2 separate regions of the Rattus norvegicus genome follow, and region 2 is linked to region 1. The links are chromatin contacts, called in public Hi-C maps. All regions are on one chromosome and are shown on one strand. The core of a region is the stretch at or near the end of the contact, and the rest is flanking DNA. Distances in the headings are between cores, read along the strand shown. Region 1 overlaps Has2 (hyaluronan synthase 2). Region 2 has its middle 210 kb from the start of Has2.

The links. Hi-C and Micro-C count contacts between places; a contact is called where the count stands out from the background.
Region 2: a Hi-C map of the A7r5 cell line shows a contact between it and region 1, with 6 times the contacts expected there. The contact joins two enhancer-like sites. A contact is called at or near these places in 11 of 12 Hi-C or Micro-C datasets (the A7r5 cell line, the Rat2 cell line, Schwann cells and 7 more).

Annotation. Positions count from the first base shown.
Region 1 is chr7:90,018,085-90,023,093 of GRCr8, reverse strand. It overlaps Has2 (hyaluronan synthase 2), which reads left to right. Exons shown (of 4, transcript NM_013153.2): 2 at 4,559-5,009. The coding sequence starts at 4,559. Among named protein-coding and RNA genes, the nearest start is that of Has2, 8.3 kb to the left of the region's middle. Within about 2 kb of position 1,548, at least 6 of the 93 cell types and tissues checked have an H3K27ac peak or open chromatin away from gene starts, as enhancers often do. A contact at or near this core is called in the A7r5 cell line and Schwann cells, where this site is marked.
Region 2 is chr7:90,232,466-90,237,715 of GRCr8, reverse strand. No RefSeq gene overlaps it. Among named protein-coding and RNA genes, the nearest start is that of Has2, 210 kb to the right of the region's middle. Within about 2 kb of position 2,250, at least 9 of the 93 cell types and tissues checked have an H3K27ac peak or open chromatin away from gene starts, as enhancers often do. A contact at or near this core is called in the A7r5 cell line and Schwann cells, where this site is marked.

The sequences.
Region 1 (5,009 bases), core at 299-2,798:
CCAGAAGCTTATTCGGAAGCAACACTATTTTCCATGTCTTCAGGCTACGTGCATATGGGAAAGTACAGAAGCCTGGGGGGTTTTGAGTATTGCCTGGCAGTATATCCAGCTCCATATTCACTGTCTACACACCATACCTGCAAGAACACACCTTAAAGCTCTTCCCTTCTTTCTTCATGATATTCAGTTTTGGTTTGTTTGTTTTAGCTAGAAACGAGACTTGTGTCTAATTTCTCATAATGATTCAATTTCACAGAAAATGCTCTCTGAATATTTGGACATTGTGTGGGTCCTACTCCTGGTTCATGACGTTGGGCCGGTCACTTCCATGCTCAACGTGTCTCTTTCTTTGTCATATACATGTATTGTAGTATACGATTAATAATATGCTTGCCGCCTATAGACATTAAGATGAAAAATATTATACCTTAAAATGGAACAAAAGCCTTTCTCTACCCCTTGAGGTGAATAAATGATAAACAAATGTTAGCAGCCACTACAAATGGGATGGCGATGATGAGGAGGATTTTAATGAACTATCATTCACTCCGTGGATATTTATGGCACATTAATTGTAAGTCAGGCAATATTTTATGTCATGGCATACACTAGTAAAAACAACAGGTAGATAAGAACATGGATGGACAGATGGACAGGGGTTGATAAACTGTGAGATTATACTGTGTTTGAGTAACCCCTTCTCTTACATTTTGATTTAACCTAGATTTCTGGGGAGAACGGAACTTACTAAGTAATTGCTATCAAATCCAAGTCCAGTTGCTAGGTAAAAGTCAATGAGCTAAAAATGTGATCTTGCCACTCCCCAAATTCAAGTTTTACATTTTTAATATTTACAGAATGTAAATTTCTAAGTCATCTTAGGATCTAGGACTGAAACAGTCCTTTTTCTCTAACTGAACAGAGAAGCTGCATAGACACATTGTTCTTTTAGTGGGAAAGTAGGTTTGTGTAACAGAGTGTTTGAATTAAGGATTGTCTCAGGAAGTTTTACACATATGGTGCCCACATCCATAAAATTGGCCAGAGCAATTAAAACACACACACACACACACACACACACACACACACACACACTCACACACACACACACACACTCAAGTCCTGTGTGTCACTCCCTGAGATCGACGCATCTGCTTGGCGAAACAGAACTTCACAAAGTTCTTTTTTGCCCTTTGGCCTGTACTGAGATGCTCTGCGTGCCTCACCAGGCAGTGCTGAGCTGTAGCAAGAATATAAAGGTTCAATTCTAACCACATTTCTGCAGTTTGTTAGCAACTTTCCCAGGCTTCAAAAGGACATTCTGTAGACGCCTATGATGTAAGAGGGCGTTCCCACCTCAGCTGAGGCCAGCAGATGCTATGTGAACACTCTCTATATCCATGTGTGCTGATAAAAGGCAGGGAAAATGTGAATAATGGAAGACTGGCAGGCCGTTCTTTCCCTAGTGATGGTGATTTTGAGCACAAGCTAAGCACACACTTAAGCTTCTCCCTGGCAAATGCTTTGGTCCCCTTGAAATTTTTCACTCTTGTGAGAATGACTCATGTGCTGGAAATGATGACCTCCAAGTCTGGTGCTTACAGCACCTTTAGGCATTGGTTAATGTGCCCTCTGGGAGTGTTCAGCATCCTGTCAGCTGTGTTAACTAACAAGGGATGGCGTCCTTGCTCACCTCTCACTGAATACTCCTAAGCTCTCCCTTTCCCAGCAGACTGAACTTTGCTTTTGTGCTAAGGTTGCTGTTATCAGCTCTCCATAGCTCACACTGTGCTGTCCTGTACATATACTCAGAGTGTAACTCACATCAGTAGTTTGTCCAGGGTGCTTTTTTTTAGCTTCCTGGCCAACGATTCCTTTAAAGTGGGTTGTGACTCTGGGTTCTAGAAACACTGGCCACACTGTTTCACTTTGCTCCTCAGCGCAGCATTGTTTTGAAGAGTCTGAAGAGCCTGATCATAGGCATGTACCAGAAGAAAACGATGTCTACAAGATAGAAAGCTAGCCAGCAGAGGGCTCTGACCTACTCTCTGTTACCTTGTTTGTACTAAGGTTAATGAGATCCATCTATCCATCATCTATCTATCTATCTATCTATCTATCTATCTATCTATCTATCTATCTATCTATCTATCTATCTACCTACCTACCTACCTACCTATCTATCTATCTATCTATCTATCTATCTATCTATCTATCTATCTATCAATCAAAAATTAAGTCAGTTTTTGCCAAACTAGTCCATGCAGCTGCCTTGATTGGTGAGTGACATCATTCCATATTTAATGCATTTACCAATCTCTCTTTCCACCTTGGGGTAATACATTTGCCTAGAACTTTCCTGAAATATATTCAAACCAGGGGAAGATGAAGATTGGAGGGAGACTATCTTCTCTTTTAAATTTTTCTCTCTTGTACTAGAAAAGGCATGCCTTAATTTTCCACAGCCCCTAATGTTGTAGCTCCACCATATTGTCTGGAGACAAAGAGTGGTAACATTACTCGTGGAAAGACCCACAGAAATCTCGGAGCAGTGGAACACATACCTACTTGAGTATAATTAGATGCAATACAATCAGAAAATGTCCACACAGTAGTTAACGGCCAAGATGATACCATATTCCTATAGAATATTCATTTTTAGAGTTTGATAAGGACTAGGAAACTATAAGTAGCATATAAAAGAAGAGATTTTTATAGAGATAATTTTTTTGTGTCAAATTTCTTATTTAAAGCAAAATCATTCAGTTTTGTAAATTATTATGTATTAATGATATGCAAATATGACCAACTCCCAAAGTGGTTGTGAAAACCTGAGGAAAGGAGCATTTATACCATTTATAACAGGTTATAAACATGCATTTATAGCACTTATGCATCTTACAGTAGGTAGTGCATTTCTACAAGTGGGGGTGTTAAAATGAAAAAGATTTGTGAAGCAAAATTCCAATGCTCAGAATCAGACATGTTTGGGGTAATAAAAAAAATAAAAAGCCTCTCTAGTCCTTAAATTACTTAAAACAGATATACACAGATTCTTGGGTTGAACTGTCCAGATGAATTGGTAAATTCCAAACCAGTAATAAACCTTGACTCCAAATAAATAAATGGACTGGTCAGAAGTGGGCAGCACTGGGGGCACATGACCCTGGAGGTTGTCATCTGGTTTTTACACGCATGCACAATCAGGTGCATATGTACTTGCACACATAGTCACAGACACACACACACACACACACACACACACACACACACACACACCACACCAACTTTATTTAGGATAAATGCTGAATTTAGGGGTGAATTGGGAGCTAAAACAGGCTTAAGGCTTACCTGCTAGATGTTTTTATTTAGTTTGAACTTCAGCCATTGGAATCCAGGGGCTGTTATTTCTTACCCAATGATCCCATTACACTCATGATATGCCTTTTGTTCTATGATGCTGTTACTTTCCTGATCTTCACGACTGTATCAACTAACAGGGGTGAGTGGAAATAACAGACATCTGAACACTGGAACTTTGAAAGATCTTTACACAGGACATCTAGGGATAATGAATCTTAAGGGCAAAGGGGAATTTGTAAAATGTAAACATTGTCATTGAGCATGTCTTAAAAAAAAAACAAACAGACACACAAACAAAAACCTTGAGATCCATAGATGTGAGATGATCCACACAAGGTCATAGCACTAGCTGATAAGCTAGTCCCAGAACTCAGTTTTTCTAATCTCTAACCTCATCCAGATGCGTAGAGAAGATGTCAGCCTAAGGGACATGCGTTCGAAATAAAATGAAGTCATCATTGGGAAATTCAGCAGAGTCTCCTGTGGATTTGTTACTCATCTGTAATTAGGGGCTGAAGAAAGCATTGAGCAGGCAAAAGGATTGCTTTGCATTTAGACAATTTTAGTATGATGCCTAACTGTGGTTATAGACAGAGAGAGCTGACATAAACAAATGACCCAAGACTCTGAAAACAATGTAAGAAGGTATGTGTTCAGTGCATTGCAACAAATCCTGGCACTACCCACTCATTTGAGGCTTGAAATAGACCTGTGCCTTGTGTTATCAGCGCATCCTGATTTATAGATGTGCCAAGGTGTCAGCATAATGAGTTAAGGTGAGAAACTAAGTCTTACAATTCCTGAATGCTGCCTGGGGGAGGGGCACACCAAGTCATACTCCTAGAGGGGGAGCTATTGACATTGGGGGCTGCTGGGGAATTGTCTTCATCAGTGATTCATTCCCTGATGGTATGAATACATGACGGTAGGTACCATTGGCAACAGTAAGTGGACAAAGTGGATTAAAAAAAAAAGACATAGGACCAGTTGGAAAGGAGGAAGTAGACTGTTAGAATTCATCAAGCATATTGAATACTGGTATGAAATTATCAAACAGCGAATATTAAAATGAATAAAACTAAATGGGTGACTCCAGAATACCCTTTCTAGAGTTCTTCCTGCCACCCATAATATCTGTATGTGACATGCAAAGAATCAGAGTGGTTAACCACGCATATCTCTGATTACATTTCAGATGCATTGTGAGAGGTTTCTATGTGTCCTGAGAATAATCGGAACCACACTGTTTGGAGTGTCTCTCCTCCTCGGAATCACAGCTGCTTATATTGTTGGCTACCAGTTTATCCAAACAGATAATTACTATTTCTCCTTTGGGCTGTATGGTGCCTTTTTAGCCTCACACCTCATCATCCAAAGCCTCTTTGCCTTTTTGGAACACCGGAAAATGAAAAAGTCCCTTGAAACCCCCATTAAATTGAACAAAACTGTAGCTCTCTGCATTGCTGCGTATCAAGAAGACCCTGACTACTTACGGAAATGTTTGCAATCTGTGAAAAGGCTGACCTACCCTGGGATCAAAGTCGTGATGGTCATAGATGGAAATTCAGATGACGACCTTTACATGATGGACATCTTCAGTGAAGTCATGGGCAGGGACAAATCAGTCACTTACATCTGGAAGAACA
Region 2 (5,250 bases), core at 1,001-3,500, 210 kb before region 1:
GTGGAGAAACCCTTTCTCCTGTAAAGACTTGTTTCTCCAGTGTAGGGGAATGCCAGGGCAATGAAGTGGGAGTAGGTGGGTGGGAGCATCTTTTTAGAAGCAGAAGGAGGTGGAATGGGAGGGGGAAAGAGGATAACATTTGAAAGGTAAATACAAAAAATATCCAATAAAATGTTTTGAGAGAGAGACAGAGAGAGAGAGAGAGAGAATTGATGTGACAAGCATCAAAAATTTCAATACAGAAATGTTACTTATATATGAATATATCAGTCATTAAATTGTGAATGGTTCTAACACAAAATAGTATCTAGAATCATGGTTATCTCACATATAGCTGGTCAAATATCAGCATAATTGACAGGAGAACATGGTTTCATCCTAGATGAGCAGAGAATAATGAGGCAAGTTGATAACTGTAGTCTCCAAGTGACTGACATAACACTTCACACAGGACGTCAGGAAGTAGGCCTGGGATGGCTGGTGGTGTCATTAAAAGCTGCAGAAACAAGATTCCTGTCAATCAGCTCACAGTTTTTATTTTAATTTTGTATGTGGGGTGTGTGTACATGCATGTGTGTCTTTCTGTGCACATTAGTATGAAAGGGAGAAGTCGATATCTGATATCTATGTCTCTTGACCTGTTTCTAAATAAGATATTTATATTTATAAATAGAATTAAAATGATTTTAAAATACGTGATCGTGCATGGTTTCAGTATATGAGCATGTAAGAACAGGTGCTTACAGAGGCAAGCAGTGTTACATCTACTCAAGTTACAGGCAATAATGAACTGCCAAACTTTTGTGCTCATAACTAACAATGTGACCATTGTCAAACCAGCATGCATTTTTAACCACAAAGCCTTCTCTCACCTCAATTTTTGCAAAAGGACTGTCAGTGAACCCAGCACTTATTTACTGACTAGTCTGGCTGGTGAGGGATATTCTAGAAATCTACCTATGTCCTCTTCCCCAGTATGTTACATGCTCTTCTTACTACTTCATGCTTTTTTTTAATAAATATAAATATGAGTACGTGCATGTTGCCTCAGTTTTGCATGTTTTCAATTTAAACTAGTAAGTAACATGCTAAACAGAAGACTACTACAGTCATATATCCCAAAGGCTCTCAAAAAAAAAAAGGAAAAAAATTAAACCCTTAAAATTAAGATCAGCCAAATTGGCTTAGGGAAATTTAGAGCAATTAACTTTTGAAACTCTAGGACCAAAGGGGGTCTGGAGATGAGGCAAATCCTGGTAGGCAAGCTCAGAGATAATTATCAACATGACTACTCATGCCTGAACCCCAGAGACAAACTTCTCCTTGCAGATGATCCTTGGAGAAAAAGATGCAAATTGGGCTGGGGCTGGGAAGGGCTAATTTACGGTGCCAGCAAGTACTATGAACACACGCCACGCTTGTACTTCTCTCAGGTCTTCCTGTGCGCCATCTCACTGATGCTCTAAAATTCATCTGGGAGTTTTCCAATAAGAAAAAAAGAACTGCAGTGTAGTAAAGCACAAAGGTTACCTAAGCTAGACATTTCAGAGATGAAAACACCAAATCTACACAATGTCTCCCCAGCCTTCCTATTTAAGTAATTTACCGGATTGCTTCCCTTGAAGAACAACATAAAGTTTCTTGGTGACTAGCTGTTTCTAGAACCTTCCTCGGTAGAAGGACACAGGAGTTCAGGTGCCTGTGGTCTAGGAGCTTGGGGTCTAGGGATGATAAAATTCCTTTGCTGAAGTTAGAATAAAGACTTCGTGTCTCAACTCATTTCATTTCACACCTTTTTTTGGCTCATCTCTCCATAGTAACACTGGGAGACTCATGGCGACGTGAATGTTATCCCTGATTTACAATGAGAAAAATGACACTTGCAGATTAACTTAGTTGTTTAAAGTCACACAAATAGAATGTGCTACAGGAAAGATCACAGCCCGAATGGACTGATGCAGCAAGGGAGATGATAGCATCATGAATATTAGGTAGCATCTAGGGACCTGGCACTTTCTTATCTTCCCACAACCAGATTCACATATTTGATTCAATAACTCTTCAGAAATTTTCTCCATTTTTCCCTTCTTTAAATATCTCTCTCTCTCTCTCTCTCTCTCTCTCTCTCTCTCTCTCTCTCTCTCTCTCTCTCTCTCTCTCTCTCTCTCTCCACCCTGTGTGTGTGTCTGTGTGTGTGTATCCATGTGCATGCTCACAAGAACAAGGATTTTCTCTTGTATTTCTGAGCAAACTGAGACTTGCAGAGGGGAAATAGCTTGAATAACGAGTGAGTCAGAGACAGATGGAGCATGAGTCTAGCCCTAGGTTTGCTTCCATGCACAGAAAAGACAGGCTGGGATGCTACCTCCGGCATTTCTCCTTAGGTGTGCTCTTCGTCTGGCTCTCCCTCTTGTCCTTGGCTTGTTAGTCTCTCTCTTAAAATCTCCTATCTTTTTGTACCCCTGTAATGCTAGTTGGAGTCCTGAGAAAGAGAGAGAAGCCATTAAATATTCCTAGAACAGAAAGGATTTTGTCAAGAAACACATGTTGTGACTCCTCACCAAGGCAACGGGAAACTGATGACGTGAGCAGTGGAATGTCTCCGGAGGATTTGGCAACAGTGTGTGAAACACAACGCCATGGTCAGCGATTACAGGCAAAGGTGGCTTATCCTCTGACCCCCTGCCACCATGCCTCCCACCAAAACTAGCTTTGGGAGCATTAACAGGAATTGAAGTCATTCAGATGGGTTAAAGAGAAAATGTTAAGTACCAAATAGGAGAATTTCCTCTCACAATAAATCCTTAGGACCAAGCAGACTCTGTTATAGCTGTCTTCTAAGCTCACTGTCCTCTAATGCCAAGAACAAGGGGAATTTGATATGCTAGGCTCTGGCAAATGGGAGTCAAAGCAGCTAACTTCATTAAAGATTAAAGCCATCAATGGAGTCATCCACTCGTGAATCCTGAACCCTAGTCACCCGGTGATAACTCTGTTCTGCTGGCACCTCGGCTGTTGCCCTGGCCTTTTCGCTGAAGATTAGGTGATTTATGACGGAATTTGCATAGGCAAACAAATCCCCAGATGTAAGCTGCCTGACCCAGGTTTCATGGTTCACTAAGGATTAAGATTTTCCTAACTCCTTCTGGGTGGCTAGAGGCTCTGACAGATATATTTTCTCAGTTAGTTTCCTGACTGTGGTAGGTATTGCTTCCTTCAGTGGCTTGATGAAGTTTGGCTCTGTCCAGGAGGAGTGAATTAAAAATGGTGGACTATGACTGTCACATTTTGCAGCCTTTAATTGCATGGGACTTGGTTTGGGAGAAACTTTCTTTACCATGTGAAGAATTTAGGGGAGGTTTGCAAATGACAATGACAAGGCCACGACCAATCTATTGGGATTGTGGGGATTACCTATGAAGGTAAACTTTATGAAAAAGATTTGATCGACTAAGGAAATATCTAGTGATAGCACATCATAACTAAGACAACAAAACCGCATTCACAGAATGACAATAACCTCGGCGAGTCAGGAACAGCATGTTTGAGTCGCTGATTTAATAACGGTCTGAAAGCTGCCTTGAAATGTTGACTGACAGATGCTGTACACAGGAGAGTGAGGGTGACTGTTCCACCTTCTGTCTGATAGGCATGAAGTTTATGATGTCAACATGTCAGCAGTGATTCTCTGTTGAAGTTCTTCCAAACCATGGTACATTGACGCTTAGAAAAAAATGAGCAGAAATGGATGACAGGGAAGGCATCATGAGCAAATTGAAAAAAAGAATGGAAAGACATCTAGTAAATCTGATGCTGGGGCCAGCTCCACCCTATCCTACCCTTGGCTGGCACAGACTCTATGTATATTCCTGGGTGGGAATCAGTGCATTCTGGTCCATGTGTAGCAGTTTTCCTTACGTGGTCCTAGTGTAACAAAATATTACTTAAAACTGAGTTCACATCATCTTCCTGAATTCTTTGTTAAAGGATCATGTTTTTCCTCTTTGTCACCCACAGACCTGTGTTTTCAACAGCTACAGAAATCAGACAATCTTCTTCATAAACTGACCTCACATGGCTGCTAGTTGGCATAGTGAAATTATAGGCAACCTCAAGGGTCTAATATCCTGTCGCCACAACACTGATGCTTCTGCAGAGGCTGTCTCATTGTATCGGAAAATATTCTCAAAGGGTAAGCCTATTTTTTCACACTTTTTTAATTGCATTTTTATTTACATTTTAAATGTTATCCCATTTCCTGGTTTCTCCTCCAGGAACCTGCTATCCCAGCCCCAGCCCCCCACCTGCTTCTTTGAGCCTATTTCTTATCCTGGCAGACCCTTCACATCTCATGTTAAGGGAAATGGTGGCAAGGAATTGTAGCTGAAAGAATTTTAAGTTTCACCCATGGAGAATCAGGGAGGGCAATTGTCCTGAAAGGGATTATTTGACAACTACAATAAGACTCTTTGTTATTAGAATTTAATTGATATTTGTTACCAGAGAAGAAAGTTGAAAGCAGGATACAAGGCAAGCAATTAAATCTGTTTTTATAAAGGTAAGTTAATGAGTTGTCAAGTTTGGTAAAGCTTATCCTCTTGCCTCCGTGTTATACCGTAAAGACCATAGAGGGACAACTACTGATTTGAAGAATGACAAACATTCATTTCCATGACTGAAACATTAAATCAAGCAAATTCGTGCATGGCTTATATATGTTAGTAGATGTATTTCTGATACTGAACTGTGTTTTTCCCTCTGCACTCCCTTTCCACTTTCAATATTTCCTCTTCCTCTTCCTTCCCTTCCTCTCGTTCCCCTCCCTTTCTCTCCTGTCCCTTTTCTTCACCTCTCCATTCTTTCTCTCCCTCTTTTCTTTCCTTCTCCATTTATCACATGCTGCGGACTAAATTATCTTTAACCCCCCAAAGTGTGGTGATTTGGTCATATTTGACATCCAGAGTAGAAAATAGAAATGAACCAAATGTATCTAAATCACAGCAGCCCTAGCAATCAGCACGTGGTCTGGATTAAGTTAATGAACTAACTAACCTCTATACCAGTATTGGCCTTTGAAGAAAATGAGAATTTCTGCATACAAATCAATATTGCTTTTCTTGGTCATCAGGGAGACATAGCACACATATATTTTCTAGCAAAGTGGTTGCAAGAAGGAAAGAGATAAAGAAAGGGGGGAGATATTTGTTTAATAATGTTCTGAGGCATTATCTAATTTTTAGCAGCTACAGC